7 separate regions of the Mus musculus genome follow, and all the other regions are linked to region 7. The links are chromatin contacts, called in public promoter capture Hi-C maps. All regions are on one chromosome and are shown on one strand. Each heading gives the region's core, a stretch centred on a gene start, on an enhancer-like site or on the middle of the called end of the contact. The rest is flanking DNA. Distances are from core to core; before and after follow the strand shown. Region 1 holds the start of Slu7 (SLU7 splicing factor homolog (S. cerevisiae)). Region 2 holds the start of 3110004A20Rik (a long non-coding RNA gene). Region 3 has its middle 300 kb from the start of Ccng1. Region 4 holds the start of Ccng1 (cyclin G1). Region 5 holds the start of Hmmr (hyaluronan mediated motility receptor (RHAMM)). Region 6 has its middle 80 kb from the start of Ccng1. Region 7 holds the start of Gabra1 (gamma-aminobutyric acid (GABA) A receptor, subunit alpha 1).

Region 1 (2,700 bases), core at 102-2,601, 1.3 Mb after region 7:
AATAGAGTCCTCAGCTAATACAAGTCTCTCCTAATTTAGCTTTACAGAAAGCGTTCATCCAAAGATAATCCCTGCCTTCTTGGTCCCTCTCTCAAGCCTTGCGCTCTGAGTCCGCAGGACTCTGCTCTGCCTTTAGCTGCCTTGAAAAATCAAAATTATTTTTACATTCTTAACCCACTTCAAGTTCCTTTTTTAAAAAGTCTACTACTTTGGGCTGTTTGACTGAGGTGGTGGGGACGTTAGCTATAGTCCTGTATATCTGAAGAGCACTTCACGTAGGGGAAGTATAAATAACCACAAGACAGCATAAAGAAAAATGGCCAAGCAATGGCTCAGTAGTCAATACAGGTCATTCTTGCAGAAGCCCCCGGTTTGGTACTCATTCTGGTTCACAGACATATATCTGCATTTCCAGTCACAGATGATCTAACGCCAATGATGTGCAAACTCACACACAAAAAACATAAGGCTTTTTTTTTTTTTTTCCTGAGACAGGGTTTCTCTGTGTAGCCCTGGCTGTCCTGGAACTCACTCTGTAGACCAGGCTGGCCTCGAACTCAGAAATCTGCCTGCCTCTGCCTCCCAAGTGCTAGGATTAAAGGCATGTGACACCACTGCCTGGCATAAGGCTTTTTTTTTTTTTTTTTTTAAGAAAAATAAATTCACCAAAGTCGCCTATTTTCCAGGAGTTTGTTTTTTATGGGGATGTTTGTTTGTTTGTTTGTTTGAAAAAGGGTCTTCCTATGTCACTGGCCAGGACCTCAAAGATATGCCTATCTCTGCTAGGATTAAAGGTGTGTGCCATTACGCCGACCTTTGCAGCATTTTCAATAATCATTTTTGCTAAGATTCTGTGCTGTAGGCTGGCAAGATGGCTCAACAGGTAAGAGCACTCACTGACTGTTCTTCTGAAGGTCCTGAGTTCAAAACCCAGCAACCACATGGTGGCTCACAACCATCTGTAGTGGAATCTGATGCCCTCTTCTGGTGTGTCTGAAGAGAGCTACAGTGTACTTATATATCTTTGGGTGGGAGCAAGCAGAGACTGACTGGGCGAGCGGGGTTGACCGGAGCGAGCAGGGGTCCTAAAAAAATTCAATTCCCGACAACCACATGAAGGCTCACAACCATCTGTACAGCTATAGATTATCCATATACATAAATAAATCTTTAAAAAAAAAAAAAAAAAAAAAAAAAAAAAAGATTCTGTGCTGTTCCAGAAAGAAAGCTGCACTGCCATCACTTCGCCTTTCTGGGTCAAAAAAAAAAAAAAAAAAAAAAAAAAAAAAAAAAAAGAGCCAAGCGCTTGCAAATGCGCATGTGCCGATCTCCCGGAAGTTATCTCTGCGCAGCCGGAAGAAGGCAGGGAACCCGGAAGTAAACATTGCCGAGTCGCTTCGTTTCTGGCGGATGGTTTTGAGTGGTCTGCGGCGCGACTGGGTAAGTTGGGGTTCTGAGATTGAGCAGACGAACTGGGGACCTCGGGGAGCGGGTATCCCCTGCAGTGAGTCCTCGCGGTGATGAGCCGTCGTGGAACGGCGGACCCGGGTGGAGACTGTGGCCCAGGACGCAGGCGCCGCCCTCGCGTTCAGCCGGACCGAGGCTGACTCCTCAAGGAAAAGCCCTGGTCACTGTAAGCCGGACATCCTGAGCAGCCCGTACCGAAGCTGAGCCCTCTGTCCCCAAAAGAGTTCCTTTGAGGTTCAGTTTTTTCCGTTAGGTGGAGATGATCTTATTTTGTGAGGGTCAAATTAGAATGTCCGTATTGCATCAGTGAGTGGGAGCTGTTAAAGTTCTAACTCGGAGAGAGCCGGACCCTCTGCAGAGCAGTGGAACCTAATGACAAAACACTTCAGTCCCTCTTAATCTTGAATGTGACAGGCCTGCACTCCAGTGTCTGTGGTTTGTAACAGGGGTTGAAAGACCAACTAAAGTCAGGCTTGGGTTTGCGATCTGTCGTCTCTCACTAATGTCTTGTTATCTGAAGGTGTTAACCCCCCCCCCCCCGCCCCAAACTTGTTTCCTCACCATAAAATAGGGTGGTTGTAAAGATTTGGTGACGGTCTGCATGGTAAATTAAAGAAATGGTAACTGTTAAAATGAAGATGATTAAATCTGTGCTTCTAGTATATACTACCACGGATTTCTAACACTTCTGTTTTTATTTTTAAGTCTATTTTATTTTAATTATGTGTATAAGTAGGTAGGTGGGTTTGCCCTTGTAAGAACGTGTGTAGTCTTCTTGGAATCCCTGTAGCTGGAGTTAGGGACAGTTGTGAGCCACCTGACATAGATGCTGAGAACTGAGTTAGGGTTGTCTACAGGAGCAGTAGGTGAACCGTCTCACCTGCCCCATACACAGACCTCTATGGTGGCATATGCCTATAAAGCCAGAACTCGGGAGATGGAGGCAGACACAATTTCACAGGAAAGTCATGGAGTTTAAGGAATGCTGTGGATAAATACTTAGTGTTCTGGGTGTGGATGTCATGTACACAGTTGGTTGTGTAGATTTGAAGATCAAATGAAAAGTCTAGGGCAGAGAGATAGTATGGAACCCCAGTAGTGGGATACTGTTCCTCCTGAATCTTGGCAACTGGTATTGTTTAGAGTGGTGAGTGAGGCTCTTGCTGCTCTGTAAGGAATCAGCCTCTAAATAAACGTGTGCAAATAGATGAGCCTGCAGAGAAGTCGAGAACA
Region 2 (2,700 bases), core at 48-2,547, 1.7 Mb before region 7:
TAGCAGATAAAAGCTCTTGCCATGCAAACCTCATGACTTGATTTCTATCTATAGAATCCATGTTGGAAGGAAAGAACCAACCCTAAAAGTTGTCTTCCCCCCCCCCTCCACATCCATGCAGTGGCATCACCTATGCTCCCACATACACACTGTAAACACACACATACACACACACATATCAATGATAAATAAAATTTAATAGCCCTGAAAAGGAGCAAGAAGTTTTGATGGAATCATCAAAATATCTGCATAGTAATTGTCCGTAGAACTCTATATAATCTCATTCCAGAGAAAACAAAGAGAGAGATATCTGATTGCCACCACTGTCCAAGAGTTGTTAGATAGTTTTATTTATTTGAAGTGTTCATATTCCATACAATCACTAAATCGGGAAAGACAATTAGAACATTATTGGAATCAAATATTTCCCCCACTGGAGAGTCAAAAACAATGTTTGATCTACGTTTGATCCAAGTATAAGAAATGAGGCACGAACTCTAACCCACAGCTGTAGTTTTTCTCTGAGTGTCAGGTGAACACAAGTCAGGATTTTTGCGAACATGCAGAAAAGTCAGATCCTACAGGACAGAAAAAGAAGAAATACTTGCTTGAAAATGAATCTCACAAAAAATTTATAATTTCCTGACAGATCTTCTCCTATGATCTTCAAAAGCTCTCAGAGAAAGTTTTATTTTCATCATTTTTCAGCAAAAAAAAAAAAAGTCCTTAATCATTATCAAAAGAATTTAAATTTGAGATACCCATCTGTTGCAATTTTTAGAGGCTCCAAACACCCTCACAGAGAGAAAAACCTTGGTTTTGAACTTCAGTGATTAAACAGTGGTCTCCATTGTACAATCTGCTTATACTGCTGTTAGGTAGCAAGCAGTTTAATGCCAACCTTCAGTCAAGAGCCTCTTGTCCTACAAGACACTCGTTATTCAAGAAGAAAACAATCTACGTTTTAAAAATGAAAGAATCTCCAATTCAGAGACCTTGCAACCACCAGAATTATAATGATTTTTTTCCCTCTGAAATAATAAAGAAAGCACTTAATTATCATCTCATGGTCATCTTTCTGCCTATGTGCAGATTGCAAAGTCCAATAACAATTTGAATGAAAGCATCCCTTCATGGCCACAACCCGTCATACCTGGACTATAGCTTCCAGAAGATGATTATACGCTCGCAACCAGAAGGTCACCACAGAAGGCCAAAGTCACCAACTAGATGCTTGAATTCTTTCCCAAGTACACGCTAACACAATTCAGGGTGAATGACTCTGAAGAGAGAAACAGCTTACAGAAGGGACAATTTTTAAATGCCCCAGTTAATGCTTTGAAAGATAATCTTTAAATAAACATGACAATGAAATCTAGGCAATAGGCTGATTTTCTTTTCCCAACGTGTTAACTGGTTCATGGTCTGAATTAAAAATAATCATAAAAATTATACAAAACTAATATTTTACAGTAATGTTCACCAAAGTAGTTGAGACAGGGCTTAATGAGAGGAACCTCTAGGAAAAAGATAGAGCCCTACTACATCAATTTGCTATAAATGACAGCATGTGTTGTGTTTTATTTTGAATTCTCTGATAAATGAATGTTTATCCTGGGATCAATGGATCTGGGTGAACGGCAGATTGCAGTAGCAATTGCTTTCTTACCGAGAGAATTATCTTAAATCAGATCTTCTTTGTTTGATGAAACCTAAATTGCAGGGGGAATATTTAAACATCTAAGGAGAAAATCCATAGATAAGCTAACACATGGCTCCGAGATGCATTTAGCAGAACTAATTGTCTCTATTATTCTTTTATTCCAGGAGCCACAGATAGAATGTATAAGTCAAATAACAAAATACCTATCATTATACCTTCTTGATCAAGGACTGTAGGCCACCAAAGTAGTATATTTACTTCAAGTGAAGTAGGAGGACTGGAGCAAACCACACAAATCACATCTAGCATAAGCCCAGCTAAATAACAAGACTAAGAGTAAAGACACATTCCTCGCTCTCTATCATTATTTGTAAGGCCATCGGAATGGTAGTAGCCATCTCTCCTGTATACTATTGATGGTCACGAGGCTCAAAAATAGTGAGAAGACCTGCAAGTTGTAAGTGAACACACACAGATTGCCTGAGACACTGGTGAATATGTAACCATGGTTAAGATCTGTTCCTCAGATGGGACAACACACATTTGAATCCTATGTTAACCAAACAATGGATATAGAACCCGAAGGAAAGGCATTTTTAAGCTTAGTAGCTGGAAAATAACTTTTGAAACGCAGGAAGTATTCAAATGCTGTCTCCTCACCATGTTCTGGTCTGTGATAGCCTACTGGTGTGCTCCTCAACAGTCCTAAGTACAATGTCACCACACCCCCTGACCTATAGGCATGGTCCCCGTTGTCCTGACTTCATCCAGACACTGAAGAGTATGGTCTGACACAGTCCTTTCTTTTCATTCTTAGACCTTCAGTCTTTGTTCTCGCTAAATTTATCTACTGTGTATTTCTCTTCGAATCACCTTGAAAGATCAGAGACTATGCAAATAGGAGGCAGAGCCATCCTAAAACAAACTAAAGTGTTCTCTTTTACATTCAGCAACACGTACCCTCCCCGGCATGATTTTTAAATTTTGGTAGCAGACAAATGTTTATCAGGCACTGAGGAGCAAAGAAAGGAAAGATG
Region 3 (2,700 bases), core at 182-2,681, 1.1 Mb before region 7:
TTGTGTCAACTTGACACAGCTGGAGTTATCAGAGAAAAAGGAGTTTCAGTTGAGGAAATGCCTCCATGAGATGTAAGGCATTTTCTCAAATAGTGATCAAGGGGGAAAGGCCCCTTGTGGGTAGGACCATCTCTGGGCTGTCAGTCTTGTGTTCTATAAGAGAGCAGGCTGAGCAAGCCAGGGGAAGCAAGCCAGTGAAGAATATCCCTCCATGGCTTCTGCATCAGCTCCTGCTTTCTGACCTGCTTGAGTTCCAGTCCTGACTTCCTTTGATGATGAACAGCAACGTGGAAGTGTAAGCCGAATAAACCCTTTCCTCCCCAACTTGCTTCTTGGTCATGATGTTTGTGCAGAAATAGAAACCCTGACTAAGACAACATATTTTCAATGTAAAATTCTCTTTTTGAGAATTTGATATGTGAATACTGTAGCTGCATAATTTCTACCTTTTCTGCTTCTCCTTTTAATTCCTCCTGTATCTCCTACCTCCTTTCAAATTTATGACTTACTTAAGAGAGACTGGATGTTCATCCAGGGCAGGATACTAGGTTGCCCTTAGTTGCCACTATATATATTTGTAATTTAGTTGATTAATGATAAAAAGGAGAAACAAGGATTTGATACATTATGAAAGGAAGCCAATGATGTCATCTTCCCATTGTCTCAGATCACATCTTGCCCCGTCTCAAAATGTGATTCCCAACCATTCCACATAAAGAGATCATTAAAATACTGAAAAATTAATCATTATTGATTTATTTCATGTGACGAGAAGACTAATCTAATATGCTGTCTTTGAGAAAATCTGGCAAAGTCAATTAGAGGTGAACAATTCCTTTAGAGTAACCTTTGGCTTCCAATATAAGAAATAATAAGATTGATGGATTTTCTTTGCTATCAAGTCATGACTATTGGAAACTCAAACAGTAAAATACACAAATAAGAAAATGCTTAAGTAAGTCTTCCTTTGGTAAACTGAAATAAAAGTTTGCTTCTTGTTTTTGAGTTTACTCTAAATTTTAAAGGATATTTTATTTGTAAAATTGAATATCTTGAGGTTTGGATCTTTCTCTTCGTTACTTAATTGCCAACTATAATAACTATAAAATGAAAAAGTATTTAAAAGATAGACAATTTTTTTAAGTATGTCTATGGACTGATACAGTGGTCATGTCAATGCAGGCTGTAGTATGTCAATGCAGGCTGTAGTTAGCTAGAATTGTTAGGACATGTGTTTGCAATTTTGCAAATAACAGTTTAATTAGGATGGATTTAGCTTGAAGACTTTAACTTTATCCAGAACTGATCAAAATTTGTTTCCAGAGTGGCTTAGTCATCCTTATTTGGGACAAGGGTCTGGGAGTAACCCAGCTCAGTTGTGCAAGGCATTAAGCAAAACTCACCATGTATCTCAAGTTTGTGTTCTCCTCGAACACACTGACTGATTCTTCACTGACTGAATAGGTCAGATGACTAAGCTAGGAGTCAGAGCAGAATAGGTCAACACAGGCTAGAAAAAAGCCACATCGTTAAAATCAGTATTGGGTCAGTTCATGTAAATAGTTGATCCCAACAGTGTAATTTTTCTCTTGCTTCGAACCTAATAAGCACAGGATCTATGATTCTCTTGAGAACTTTATTGGGGAGCTTTGGTTACAGTATTACTGAGTATCTGTTATATTATGAAGCTAGCTTATATGTTATCTAGTTTGGTTATTTCTTCAAATGGTAAGGACTAGTCTTAGATTTGAGACTTAAATTTTTTTTATTTTTGGAAAAAAATGAAAATCATAAGAAATTAACTATGTGGCTATAATAAGGGTTTTTTATGTTTCTTATTAACTATGAAGACACCATCTTTCATACAGCAGTTATTACTCTTAAAGGAGGCACTGTTGAGAGAAAAAGTATTTCAAGAATTTTTGGAAGTAGATTATGCTAGACAAAAGGAGAGGAAAATATCTAGTAATTGGAGTCAGTTCTATGTGGATGAATTGTAGCACAATAGATTACAACACTCAGCAAAGCTTCCCAGATTTAGAGTGGCATTTGTCTTATGCCGAGACATTAACAAACTTGGTCATATAATGTACTTAACTCAGAAGTATGCTTTTGTTATAATTGTTATCTACTTGCAGCGATACAAAGGCTCTGCTGATATTAAAACTGTTACACCTTTGCCACAGATTTTTTTAAATGTCTTATATAAGCAGATGCTTACTCTGGCAAACAAAAAATATCTCGTATTTTACAGTTAAGAAGTGGAGAGTCTTCCTAAGGTAACTTGTTTCTCCAAGGTCTGTGTTAGAAACTGCATATGCCTCTAGTACACATTTAATTATTACTGTTTCTGATCTTGCTTCCAGAAAGTAGAAAACATCTAGGCTGAAATTTCAATCTGGAGAGTTATCACAAAGGGAATGAAAGTGAAGACCCAAACCTTGGCAATTATTTACTATGAAGACAAGAAAATGCAAATGAGCACTGTCTGTGAGCTTATGAATCTATAACAGCCATCTGTTAAAATAGTTCAAAAGCAAAAGTTTGGTTAGTTATTGTTGACTGGTTTTAATAAGCTTGAATGCTGCTAGTTCGCCAGCAAGGAATTTCAATCTGAAGTCGACTCATTATTCTTCTATTAGTGTTCCACGATCAGTGTCAGATTACCAAGGCTCATGCAGAGCAGCAGGTAGACCAGAT
Region 4 (2,700 bases), core at 131-2,630, 1.4 Mb before region 7:
CTTCAAAGTCCCGTAATCTTGCAGTCATTCTGAGGCCATTATCATGGGCCGACTCAATTAGTTTCAAGCCGCAGACCTTTGGCTGACATCTAGACTCCTGTTCCAACAGGGTGTTCAGCTGGTGTAGCAGTTTCTGAGAGTCAGTTGTCAGTACTTCTATCATCTATAAATAGAACAAACCCAGAAAAGAGCATAAGAACCCTGCCTGGCTATCTCTGCATTGTGGCAAAAAGTGCTTTATAGTGCATGCCCCCTCCACCCCCCACCCCATTTCCATTACGTCTAAGACGAAGACACTGCAAAGCCAAGGTCTGTAAGTATTTTTACCTTCTCCCAGTAGGTCACATTCCTAAATTGTGAGTTTGTATAGGACATAAACTATGGCTTAAAAATTTTTTTTCTCTACTTAAGCAAAGACTTCTTCATTGTCAGTACATGCCACAAATAGATACTGCCCCACATGATACACCCAAACTAAAAGTCAAATGATAGTACATACTCTGCCATATATGTTAACAACGTGAACCTTAGTTCCTTACCTATGAAGTAGAAATACGATTATTACCTACAATCTCATAGCTCATAGATTGGGTAGCTTAAAAGGAGTCACACAAACCGCTTAGCACACAGGTGCCCATTTATTTCCAGGTAATGAGCTTATTTTTACACCTGTGAAATGAGGGTGACAACATCTGTTTCTTGGAGTGGCTGTGAATAACACACGATATGACTCAGTGTGGCACGGTGCTTAGCACTCAGTGCTCCGAATAGTCTAACGCCATTTAAAAACCAAAAGAAAAAGTTAGGTGAAGCTGGGGAGTTGCATTGGTGGAAGTATGCATTACACTTCCTCTGAGTCCTGGGCACAACCTAAGCCCTGGATACAGAGGACGATTCTTCCCTGGGCAGTTTAAAGATGTGACAGGAAGGTCGTCTTGGTGAGGAACCACTAACTCAGTTCAGGGGTGCAGGTTGGGACTGGGAGGCATGACATAGGAATACCGCTCCCGCTGCGCCTCTCTCTAGGCGCAGACTAGCCCGGGCTTGCGTTCCGGAGTGCAGGGTTCTGAGATCCACCCCATAGTCCCCTCTCACCTTGACAGCCACGTCTTCACCACGGTGACCACCCACCCCGGGCCTGCTCTCAGCTCGCCCCACGTCCCCGATCCGACAGGCCTACTAAGGGGACGGACTAGGGAGTGGGGGTCAAGTGAGCAGAGGCCCGGGGAGGGGCCGGCGTCCCGGTGGAGGGTCCCTCAGCGCCCTGACCAAGTACTGCCTTCCTCGGGGTCAGCGCGCAGCGAAGGACTGCGCCGGGCAGTGGGGGAACAAGCTGGAGACCTGGCTCTCTAGCTGGGACGCATCTACGTCGCTGATTGGTGTGGTTCTTTTGATGGATGGTCTCTGAGGAAGCTCGGCCAATCAGCGCACACTTCCCGTTGTCCAGACTTCAATTCTCCTCCCCTTTCGAGCCACGCCCGACTCTCGCAGCCTCTCTCATTGGAGCATTTCCGAACTGTCCTTCCTTAAGCTGCGGAACTGAGTGTTCAGTGCCAAGGCTTGCCCGGGCAGGTCTGGCCTCTATTAGCCAGATTGGTCTGGGTAGCGGACCAGAATGTACTGTGAGGGTTTTTGTTTTGCATTGTTTTGGTTTTTGCTTTTTTCCTTTTGTTGTTGTTCACTGCAGCTCAGTCCCCTCTTTCTAAAAACACAATGGCAAGTTAAAAAAAAAAAATGCTTTCGTTCTCTTTACAGATAATGAGATGGTAGGCTTCTCTATAGTGTTCTCTATAGGCTTCTCTAGAGTGTTCTCTCTGAGTTTTAGGAATCAGTTCATCGTTATCTTATTTTGTTTCTTGCAAAACTTCTCAGATGTTACAATGATGTCAGAGTATGTAGTTTCTTGGTCCTCTGCTAATTTTCTGAATTTGTTCTTGTAGCACCCTCATACTATCATCAGTGACTTAAAATGCCATATGTCTGGCAGAAAACAGCAAAGAACAGTGCCTGGAAAACCCCATCTGCAGTGAGCCGAATCTCAGGCTTCAGAATAGGGTGTGAAGGAACATTATTCTTACAAAATTAATCTCTATAAGCCTCTTCTCTACCAGGTTAACGGAAAAATAATTATCCTGAACTCTTGCTGGACTCCTTTCGGGGGTAGCGGGGAAGGGCATGTCCTCAGGAGCAATGCACAGAGAGTAGGTTCTCAGCTCGCATGGCTGCAGTGGGGGTGAGGGTGAGGAGTTGGGGTGGTGACGGTGGTGTTCAGGATTTTGTCCATTCCAGTACATCTCATGAAAATAAGAAAGAGCCAAGCCGGCTGGCCGTCCATAACGGTCATTAACTAGATACAAGTGATGTTTTATTTGAGACAGGGTCTTTATGTAGTCCAAGCTGTCCTGGAACTCCTTAGCTATGTAAACTAGGCTGGTCTTGAACTTAGAGATCCACCTGCCTCTGACTCTCCTAGTGCTGGGATTAAAAACATGCACCATCATGCCTGGCCTTTTCTCTTTAATTAAAAAAAAAGTTTTAGATTTTAAAATTATATCTGGGGGTGTTGGTGAAGTGGGGAATGTATGGCACAGGAATGTGGCTACCCTCAGAGACCAGAGATGTTGGATCTGGCATTTCAGGCAGTTAGCTGTGAGTTGACCAAGGAACAGTATTCATTTGGATCCCTGGTTCTGTAAATCT
Region 5 (2,700 bases), core at 10-2,509, 1.4 Mb before region 7:
CATCACTTACTTGCTGGCTGCATAATATAGTCAGAAACTCTCTCAATGTTCTCATTTGTAAAGAGTACAACTTTGGTACTTTTCTCGTCTAGCTGTTCAAAGGAATAACATATAGACCTTACGACAGTACAGCTGCACAGTTAGCATCTATCACCTCACACCCAAGGCTCTAGTTACTTGTGCATAAACCACAGCCCTTAAGAGCATAGCATATATCCTTGGAAGTCTGGGTTCCCACTCCATTTCTGCCAATTTAGTTTCATAAAATTGAGTGGATTTCAGTCTCATTTTTCATTTACTTCCAACATGCTATTAATTTGTTGTAGGTGTGAGTTACTGACAGTCTATGTAGCTCAGGCCACTAGGTCTGGAAGTGTCTATTTCTTACAGGTGAAAACATTAAAAATTACTTTATTCTAACTGTTTAAATGCTATCACCATCTACACTCAATTTACTCTGTCATCTACACACCAAGTTCCACTATTCTATTGTTAAAATGCTGAACATTACTTAAGAATTGTTTCATGAGATGGCTCAGTGGGTAAGAGCACTGACTGCTCTTTCAAAGGTCATGAGTTCAAATCCCAGCAACCACATGGTGGCTCACAACCATCTGTTATGGGATCTGAGGCCCTCTTCTGGTGTGTGAGGACAGCTACAGTATACTCATGTTAATAAATCAACCTTAAAAAAATAAAATATTAAAAAAGAAATTCCAAAGAACTGTTTCACGAGTGGAAAAGAATCCGTGGGCAGCTGTCTTTACTGAACAGATTTCTCAGTCTTTATGCTTTTATATCTGAATGCAATGTCAATGCAGAAAATTCTAAAGAGAGTAACTTCTTTTTAAAAAGAAAAGTAGCGCCTGCCAACTCCTAATCCCCTTCAACCAGCTGTGGTTTCTCCATGGTGTTGATGGCATATTTTGGAATCTCACGCTTGAAGACTCGCTGTGTGCAGGGATGACCTCATTTCACGTAGGGCCGCGTCTCTACCATCCCACACTGCGCTAACCAGGTGTTTACTGCGTGAATTTGGAGAAAAACAAACACCGCCCCAGCCCTAACCTGGCTTTCGAATGACTGGGAAACGAGGGCACATCCCCTTCCCACCCTGTTCCCCCACCCGTACGTACCCGAAGGGTCATTGAATCTCTTCAGGGGCGCCTTAGGAAAGGACATTCTGACGCCTGGGTCCAGATGAGACAGCAATCAAACGCCCCAGCAAACTGTCAGCTCGCCTGAATTCAAATTTACCTCAACTTTCCCCCTCAGCCAATCAGAAAACCTAAACCTATCTGGCCAATCCTGCATGGTCCAAAGAGCATGCGCACTAGATTCCTACCGCCGCCCAATCGGAAGGTTTGTAAGTTTAAGCTAGTAGCCAATAAGAGGCTGCTCCTGATCGTCGCCGCAAACAGCTCTATCCAATCACTTCTGGTTTTACTCAGTTTTACTGGGTAGCCCAGTTCGCGCAAGCGCACTTCACAGGCCGGTGGACGCGTCGGAATTTTGGCGTCACACAGGTTTAAAGATCGCAGGCACTTTTCTCCTTTGTTCCGGCGTCAGTGTTCTTTGGATGTCAACATCTCTAGGCTTCGGTCGATTTCACCAGGGCTCACGAGTGTCTTAAATGGGCTCTGAAAGGGAGAATTTTGCACACTCGGACACGCCAGTTTGGACTCTTGCGCATGTGCAGTGACCCCAAGGCGCCGAGGGCAAGCCCAGAGCCTAGTCCCGCCGGTGTAGTGCTCTCCCGGAGCCGTGTGCCTGCGTGGCGTCTTCAGAATGTCCGCCCCGTTTGAGGAGCGCAGCGGGGTGGTTCCTTGCGGGACTCCGTGGGGACAGTGGTACCAGACCCTGGAGGAGGTGTTCATTGAAGTCCAGGTGCCCCCCGGCACTCGCGCGCAGGACATCCAGTGCGGCCTGCAGAGTCGGCACGTGGCTCTGGCCGTGGGTGGCCGCGAGATCCTCAAGGTAGCAAGCCAGGGCTTGTCCCGAGTTCCTTCTTCTGGCTTTCCCGCACCCCGAGCCCTAAAATTCACGGTGTCAGAGGGATGACTGCTGGGTGTGGCAAGGTTAGTTCCTGGCTGGTAGAAAGAAGTGGTAAATTGTTCTGGCGAGGGGTCTCCACGGAGCACTGCACCCACAGAGCAGATTTTGCGCGGGTAGAACTCAAAGATTTTGTTCTCCACTTTATTTCTAAAATAGGTTTGGGGTGCTTTTATTTCCTCCGGAGTTCCTGCTGACAGAAGGCTAAGTAGGTCAAAAGAACGAATATGCGTCTTCTGGGCACCGATGGGAGTCCCAGAGACTAGACAAAAGGATTCTGAACTCTGTTCATGACGTGTAGGCTAATACAGGCACTTACAAGCAAGGCTAGGGTAATGGGATGAGGATTCCAAGATGTCAGATTGGTTTTCTAAATAACAAGTTTCTTGCATGTTGATCTTCATCGTAGTGAAAAGGTGTGTGAAGTTACCTAATTTCACCAAATTTTTAATCTGGTCACATTTCCCCGTTTTTGGTTAAGAATTTATTAAGACTCACATAACAATCAGGCTATACTTTACACCTAGATTAGATGCATAGCCTGTTGGAGGATGACTGTATAATGTAGTGGTGAACGGAGACATGATACTGTGTTTTGTAACCTTGGGCAGGAGAAGGAAAATTAGTCAACAGCTAATTGGATATCAA
Region 6 (2,700 bases), core at 122-2,621, 1.3 Mb before region 7:
TTTTCTTTGAAAATGTAGAGTAGCAAAAGAGGAAGACTTTGTAGCAAAAACACAAAATTGGAGAAAGAAGAGAAGTGGCATGTTTAGCAGAAAGGCTTCTTGACCTATGCACAGAGTCACTATCAGAATAGTTTTCTTCATGAACAAAATTCTGTAGAGGCAAAAGGCAGTTTGGACCTCCACTTCAACTCAAGTCACATAGTTGTGCCAATATTGGGCAGAAACCAGTGCAACTACAAGCAGCTTTCTCTGTTAGCACACCAGTTTCTTTGAGAATGAGCAATTGAATCTGATCATGACTGGAAGGAGAGAGTAAAAGTAACAACCATTTTTTTTTCTTTTAAAAATTAAGGACATTAGTGGTATATAGCTTTTTAGTTGTCTCAAGAAATGAAGACTCCTTGGGCTGGTGAGATAGCTCAGTGGGTAAGAGCACTGACTGTTCTTCCTAAGGTCCTGAGTTCAAATCCCATAACCACATGGTGGCTTATAACCACCTGTAATGAGATCTGATGCCCTCTTCTGGTGCGCATGAAGACATCTACAGTGTACTTATGTATAATAATAAATAAATCTTAAAAAAAAAAAGAAATGAAGGATCCAGTGAGGTGGCCAAACATGGAAGGAACCAGGATGTCTAGGTAAAAAATACAACCTTGAACAATTCCAGTAGTAAAATAGTCTACAAGTTTTTAAGAGCAAGGGTAGGTAAAGGGTAGGTATATTAGATTAGGTCTGTATTAGGTTTTTCTGTGGTCTTTCTGTGGAGATAAAAATCCCTTTCAAGTTCATCAGCATCACTTTGCAGGGAATCATCATTTAGGAGATACTTGGGTTTACCTGAGGTAAAGAGAAAAGAACAGGCGGCCTCAATGAGTGCGAAGACTTTGATAGGATTTCTGAGTCAGAGTACATAGCAGTCAGGAGACTACAAGACAAGATCCTAACGATCTGCTGTAAGCTTACACGAACATCATGCTCTGGGATCTAGAGTATGGGAGGCACAGTGCTATAAAAGCGAGAACAAGCATATAAGTTGTGAGACTAGTGCAATTTTCCTTCTCTAGTTAGATCATTACAGGTGTCTTTAGGTGATTTTCACATTTTGATTGATGTGAAAAATCTTCCCCAATCAAGGAGTCAAGAAAGAATCTGCAAAGACATTTCCCCATCTTAGCTGGAGTGAAGTGATAATTGAGTTCAGACAAACAAAACAACACGTTCTACATCTCATAACAAAGCTGGCAAAATTACAAGACATCTAATGTGATAGACCTAGATAATCTTCCAGGGAAACCCGAGACCAAATGCCTCGAACAGTTTGTTAAGGGTTCTGCACTCTAAGTGGCCTCTAGATCTGTGCAGCTGCAGGCAATTTGCAGGAGAGGCAGTGTGGTGTGTGGGTCCCTGGCAAGGGATGTTCATTTGAGACTATCCCCTCCAACAGCTTTTGCCATTCATCATTTCCACATCCAGATGGCTCCCATTGTCTATAGATTCCTCTTTTTTTTTTTCTTTTTTTTAGTGCAAAGTGGCCGCTCTTAAATCTGTCATGTATTAGTGTTGGAAGCAATTTTATTATTCATCTAGTAGTCCAATTACCACTCTTTATAGAAGAGGAAGTGGAAATCCAAAGAAGGGAAATATCGTGGTCAAAACTACCCAGTTCCGTTGTGTCACAGCTGAAGGAAGAACATTTTTATCTCTTGGATCTCTGCCTGGTGGGTGCTTCTTTCAGTTCACCAGAACCTGATCATTTTGGGGGAAACTTGTGGCCCAGTATTTGAAGTCAGTGGATGATGAATTCAAGTCTCATCTCTGTGATTTGGTCGTTATGTGACCTTGGGTAGTTAATCCTTACTTCTCTCATTTGTGAAATGAAGTTGGCAATAGAACCTTTAACACAAACTGTCAGGAGGGCAAGTGGATAGTGATGCTTAAAGTGTTTATTGCAGTATCTGGTACACAGCATTACTCAGCGAATCAATTTTTATTTCTACAGATGCAAATCCTTTTACATTAGAGCATAAAGAACTTTTGGGGGCTGGGGAATGCAGTTAGTATTTTCTGGATGAGTATCTAATATATATTAGATATATTATATATTATCAAATCTTGATTTCTGGATACAACTGTACATCTATCATGCATGCATACATACTCTAATATATATATATACTATATATACATATAGCACCTCTGGTAGCTATAAAAGAACTTCTGTAGGAATCATTTTATTAGATAGGAAGGTAAAGAAAATATTTTAAGTTCTCAGATAATGGTTTCTCTCTCATTGTCTACTGCACAGCACTTAATGTTGAAGATCAGTGGGCCTGTGCTACCAACTTGAAGCCCCCACCCCCCCCCCCCAGGTGAAGAAGAGAGGCTCTGGATTTTTAAAGTAATGCACATAATTAATTAAGGGCCAGTTTGATTTTTTGAAGAATGTGATATTTTGTTCACAAGAGGAAAAAAAAAATCACTGACATGCTCTGAATTTCCTATAGTGGCTGATATAAGGTCACTAATGTTTAGAGGGACAGTTAATCTACTGAGAAATCTGAGAAGAAAAGCAAATGAGGGGATAGACAGAACATCTTAATAGTTAAGAGTGTGTACTGTGTTTAGGAAGCACCCAAATTCCACTCTCTGTCTCCTTGTCAGGTGGCTCACAACTGCCTGTGACTCTGGTTCCAGGGC
Region 7 (2,700 bases), core at 134-2,633:
ATCCTTCCCCTCTCTAGAAGCATGCTCCACTACCCACCTCCCCTGCCACCCAGAGCAAGTAAGTTCAGCTTCTCATTTCCAGAATGGGAGAGACCCCTACACCAGAGGGCATTTCAGCTGTGGTGGCTGGAAAGGGGAGAAGAGACGTGTTCAAGCAGGGTGAGCCAGTCTTCCCTAGAATGGAGCAGGGTGACAGGTTTTTGGTCCTAACCTCTTAACTTTAGCTGATGGCAACCCCCAGAGCCACTCCCCAACTCACCGCAGCTCCCCTTGGACAGAAAAAAAGAAGAGGAAAAGAAAAGAAAAAAGAGAGAAAGGAAAAAAAAGAAGAAGAAAGAGAGATCAAAACAACATGTCACCACCCACCCCTCAGGGTACATTCTAATCTTCCTTAAAGAGGAGAGCAGGAAGAGAGAGAGAGAGCGAGAGAGAAAAATCTACTCCTATAAGGCTGCAGTTTTCACCCTGAAAGAAGAAAACATTCCTTGTTTCTACCTGCTCCCAGCTTCAGCTCCTGTCCTGCTCCTGCTCGCTTCCCTGCTAGAACATCTCTGCCTCTCCAGCTAGGACAAAGGCAGGTTGCAAGCACTGGGCGATCGTGGTCCGAAGTCTCACTTACCTCGGGGCCCCCTCTGGGCACCGGATCGCTCCAGACCCGGGAGAAAAGTGTGGGAGAGAGGATCGCGGTGAGTCGGAGCTGCGCGAGTCTGCGAGCGCGGGCGCGCCGGGCGGAGGGCGTCCTCGCGCCGCGCTCACTCACACGGTCTGAGGCATCATGGACTCTGCGTGCTCCTGCACTGGAGATTTCATACCCAAATTTGCTTCCCAATATCCAATCTGCAGCTATACAACAAAAGATTTCTCTGTACCAAGACAGTAGTAATACGTCCCAGCGCAAACCGGATGTGAAATAGGCGGTGACTTCATGCCAGAGAGATTTTATTTTAGAAAGGAAGGTGGTACCAGCCACTGGATCTGGACACCAATCCGCCCATTTTTTATATGCAGCGCAATTTAACTTGCACTCTGGCCCTAATCCCCATCTCTGTAGCTGCCGGCTCAAATCCTTCTTCAATCTGCTGCAAGCATTCCTCTATTTTGGGGGGGAAGGGGGACTGAAAAATGGGGGAAGGGAAGGGTAGAAAGGGTTAGAGATGGGGGCCACTCTTAGGATCTTTTCTCTCTTGATATTTATGAGCATACTCTTCTAAGGTGTGCTCATTAAAGCACAACCGATCCTTGTAACTCTGCTACCTCTGATCAAATATTTAACCACTGCATTCATATGAATGAACGCAAGCTAGGAAGCAGGGAGATGTAGGCTTACACGTGTGGAGAGCGCTCTGTCCTCGACTTGCTCTCCCTCGCACACTCCCACACATATGGCTAAATCCCTGCTTGTTGCAGAACCAGGACGAGTGAGGGACAGTAGGAAGAACCCTGTTTGCTAGGGAACGGCCCCTGGGCTTAGAGTCCTTCATACTTTGTCAGATTCCGAGTGCTTTGCATCCCGCCTTTCATCTACAGCATAGAGGACAGCCAGACAGGCTTCGCAAACGGGTTTTTAACCTTTGCGTGCGTTGTCCTGAAAAAGCACAGACTCCCTTAACTCTGAATTTTGCAAGGTTTTCGAACACGGAATATTTAACTTCGCATAAATCATTTCTGGGTTTGAGAGGCACATCTCCATTTCCGGAAACATGCCTTTGCCTTGAACTCCATCGTTTTCGGTTCAGAAAAATGGGGGGGGGGGAATTTTTAGAAGTCAGTGGGGGGAAAGCTTCTACTTTGTTTTTTCTTCTCTGTCCTCTTTTCTTACCTTCCCTGAGAGTTCTTCACCCACAGATAACTATACATGCAGGATGTGTGTGTGTGTTTGTGTGTGTGTTTGTGTGTGTGTGTGTGTGTGTGTGTGTGTGTTCGACATGTTCCTGAGGGATTTTCAGGGACTGAGCAATGACTGTGGTTCCTTGCTGGGTTTTTGTGAATGGCTTCTAGCTCAGGTCATGGGTGCTGTCTTCCTCAGGGTGCTAGTAGACAATGGCCAGCACCTCCAAGAGCTGCTTTTCAGCACTTTAAAACCACATGGGGAGGAGGTGCTGAAAAATATGAGGCATCCTTATGCCATTCATATTTCTGGTAGATGAAGTCTGAATTTGGGTAAACCCGCTGACCATTTTCTTCTAGTGGACTTCTGGCCGAGGAGAAATTTAAAATAGAGGCTGAGTGTTGTCCAAAACATTAAAGGGGGGGGGGGGGGGGACTAATTAGCCAGCACCAAACACTCCTGTGTTTAGCATTCTACAAGTTGTTCTTGGCGTATGCTGCAAGGAAATCAGTTTATAAGATGAAACCTTAAGCTATGCAGTTGCAATGACGTGGCCTTCACAGTCAAGGACCACATTCATAATGTGACTTTGTTCTCTGGCTTTTGGGGGGTGAATTGCTGACAAGGAATTTTCAAGATAAGCGTTTGGAAGGTGGGGTTGAGGACTGACTCGAGGCATCTCTCTTTAAACAGTAATAATTGCCCGCAAAGCACACAACAAGGGTCGATGCACTCTCAAATACCAGCGAATACTGCCATTCCCTTGTGTGGCAGAGCTCCATTTATCAATTAGTTACTTGTTCACTGGGCAGCTTGTAAAGCAAGACTAACTTTACTGAAGTCCTGAAGCCCCAAGTTACCAACTATAAAGC

Evidence for each region. Promoter capture Hi-C pulls out the DNA fragments that hold promoters and counts their contacts. Capture Hi-C pulls out chosen DNA fragments and counts their contacts.
Region 1: a promoter capture Hi-C map of pancreatic islet shows a contact between it and region 7. The contact joins the promoter of Slu7 here to the promoter of Gabra1 in region 7. A contact is called at or near these places in 5 of 39 promoter capture datasets (the C10 cell line, the SN4741 cell line, cranial neural crest and 2 more), 1 of 484 Hi-C or Micro-C datasets (cortical neurons), 1 of 115 datasets of contacts at active chromatin or transcription factors (forebrain) and 1 of 9 other capture datasets (pancreatic islet).
Region 2: a promoter capture Hi-C map of pre-B cells shows a contact between it and region 7, with 5 times the contacts expected there. The contact joins the promoter of 3110004A20Rik here to the promoter of Gabra1 in region 7. A contact is called at or near these places in 2 of 39 promoter capture datasets (hippocampal neurons and pre-B cells).
Region 3: a promoter capture Hi-C map of second pharyngeal arch cranial neural crest shows a contact between it and region 7, with 3 times the contacts expected there. The contact joins the enhancer-like site here to the promoter of Gabra1 in region 7. A contact is called at or near these places in 6 of 39 promoter capture datasets (the 3T3-L1 cell line, the C10 cell line, hippocampal neurons and 2 more).
Region 4: a promoter capture Hi-C map of cranial neural crest shows a contact between it and region 7. The contact joins the promoter of Ccng1 here to the promoter of Gabra1 in region 7. A contact is called at or near these places in 11 of 39 promoter capture datasets (the 3T3-L1 cell line, 3T3-L1-derived adipocytes, the C10 cell line and 5 more), 2 of 484 Hi-C or Micro-C datasets (cortical neurons and myocytes) and 4 of 115 datasets of contacts at active chromatin or transcription factors (astrocytes, embryonic midbrain, forebrain and 1 more).
Region 5: a promoter capture Hi-C map of cranial neural crest shows a contact between it and region 7. The contact joins the promoter of Hmmr here to the promoter of Gabra1 in region 7. A contact is called at or near these places in 2 of 39 promoter capture datasets (cranial neural crest and frontonasal cranial neural crest).
Region 6: a contact with region 7 is called in a promoter capture Hi-C map of second pharyngeal arch cranial neural crest, with 5 times the contacts expected there. The contact joins the enhancer-like site here to the promoter of Gabra1 in region 7. A contact is called at or near these places in 12 of 39 promoter capture datasets (the 3T3-L1 cell line, 3T3-L1-derived adipocytes, the C10 cell line and 7 more) and 1 of 9 other capture datasets (adipose tissue).

Annotation. Positions count from the first base shown.
Region 1 is chr11:43,432,380-43,435,079 of GRCm38.p6, forward strand. Slu7 (SLU7 splicing factor homolog (S. cerevisiae)) reads left to right here and starts at 1,352. Exons shown (of 16, transcript NM_198936.1): 1 at 1,352-1,440.
Region 2 is chr11:40,474,387-40,477,086 of GRCm38.p6, forward strand. 3110004A20Rik (a long non-coding RNA gene) reads right to left here and starts at 1,298. Exons shown (of 2, transcript XR_001780126.1): 1 at 1,154-1,298; 2 at 332-578.
Region 3 is chr11:41,056,565-41,059,264 of GRCm38.p6, forward strand. No RefSeq gene overlaps it. Among named protein-coding and RNA genes, the nearest start is that of Ccng1, 300 kb to the left of the region's middle. Within about 2 kb of position 1,432, at least 6 of the 459 cell types and tissues checked have an H3K27ac peak or open chromatin away from gene starts, as enhancers often do. A contact at or near this core is called in second pharyngeal arch cranial neural crest, where this site is marked.
Region 4 is chr11:40,753,906-40,756,605 of GRCm38.p6, forward strand. It overlaps Ccng1 (cyclin G1), which reads right to left and starts at 1,381. Exons shown (of 6, transcript NM_009831.2): 1 at 1,096-1,381; 2 at 1-163. The coding sequence starts at 163.
Region 5 is chr11:40,732,178-40,734,877 of GRCm38.p6, forward strand. Hmmr (hyaluronan mediated motility receptor (RHAMM)) reads right to left here and starts at 1,260. Exons shown (of 18, transcript NM_013552.2): 1 at 1,137-1,260. The coding sequence starts at 1,182. Nudcd2 (NudC domain containing 2) reads left to right here and starts at 1,484. Exons shown (of 4, transcript NM_026023.5): 1 at 1,484-1,977. The coding sequence starts at 1,789.
Region 6 is chr11:40,834,205-40,836,904 of GRCm38.p6, forward strand. No RefSeq gene overlaps it. Among named protein-coding and RNA genes, the nearest start is that of Ccng1, 80 kb to the left of the region's middle. Within about 2 kb of position 1,372, at least 4 of the 459 cell types and tissues checked have an H3K27ac peak or open chromatin away from gene starts, as enhancers often do. A contact at or near this core is called in second pharyngeal arch cranial neural crest, where this site is marked.
Region 7 is chr11:42,181,547-42,184,246 of GRCm38.p6, forward strand. Gabra1 (gamma-aminobutyric acid (GABA) A receptor, subunit alpha 1) reads right to left here and starts at 1,384. Exons shown (of 10, transcript NM_010250.5): 1 at 620-1,384.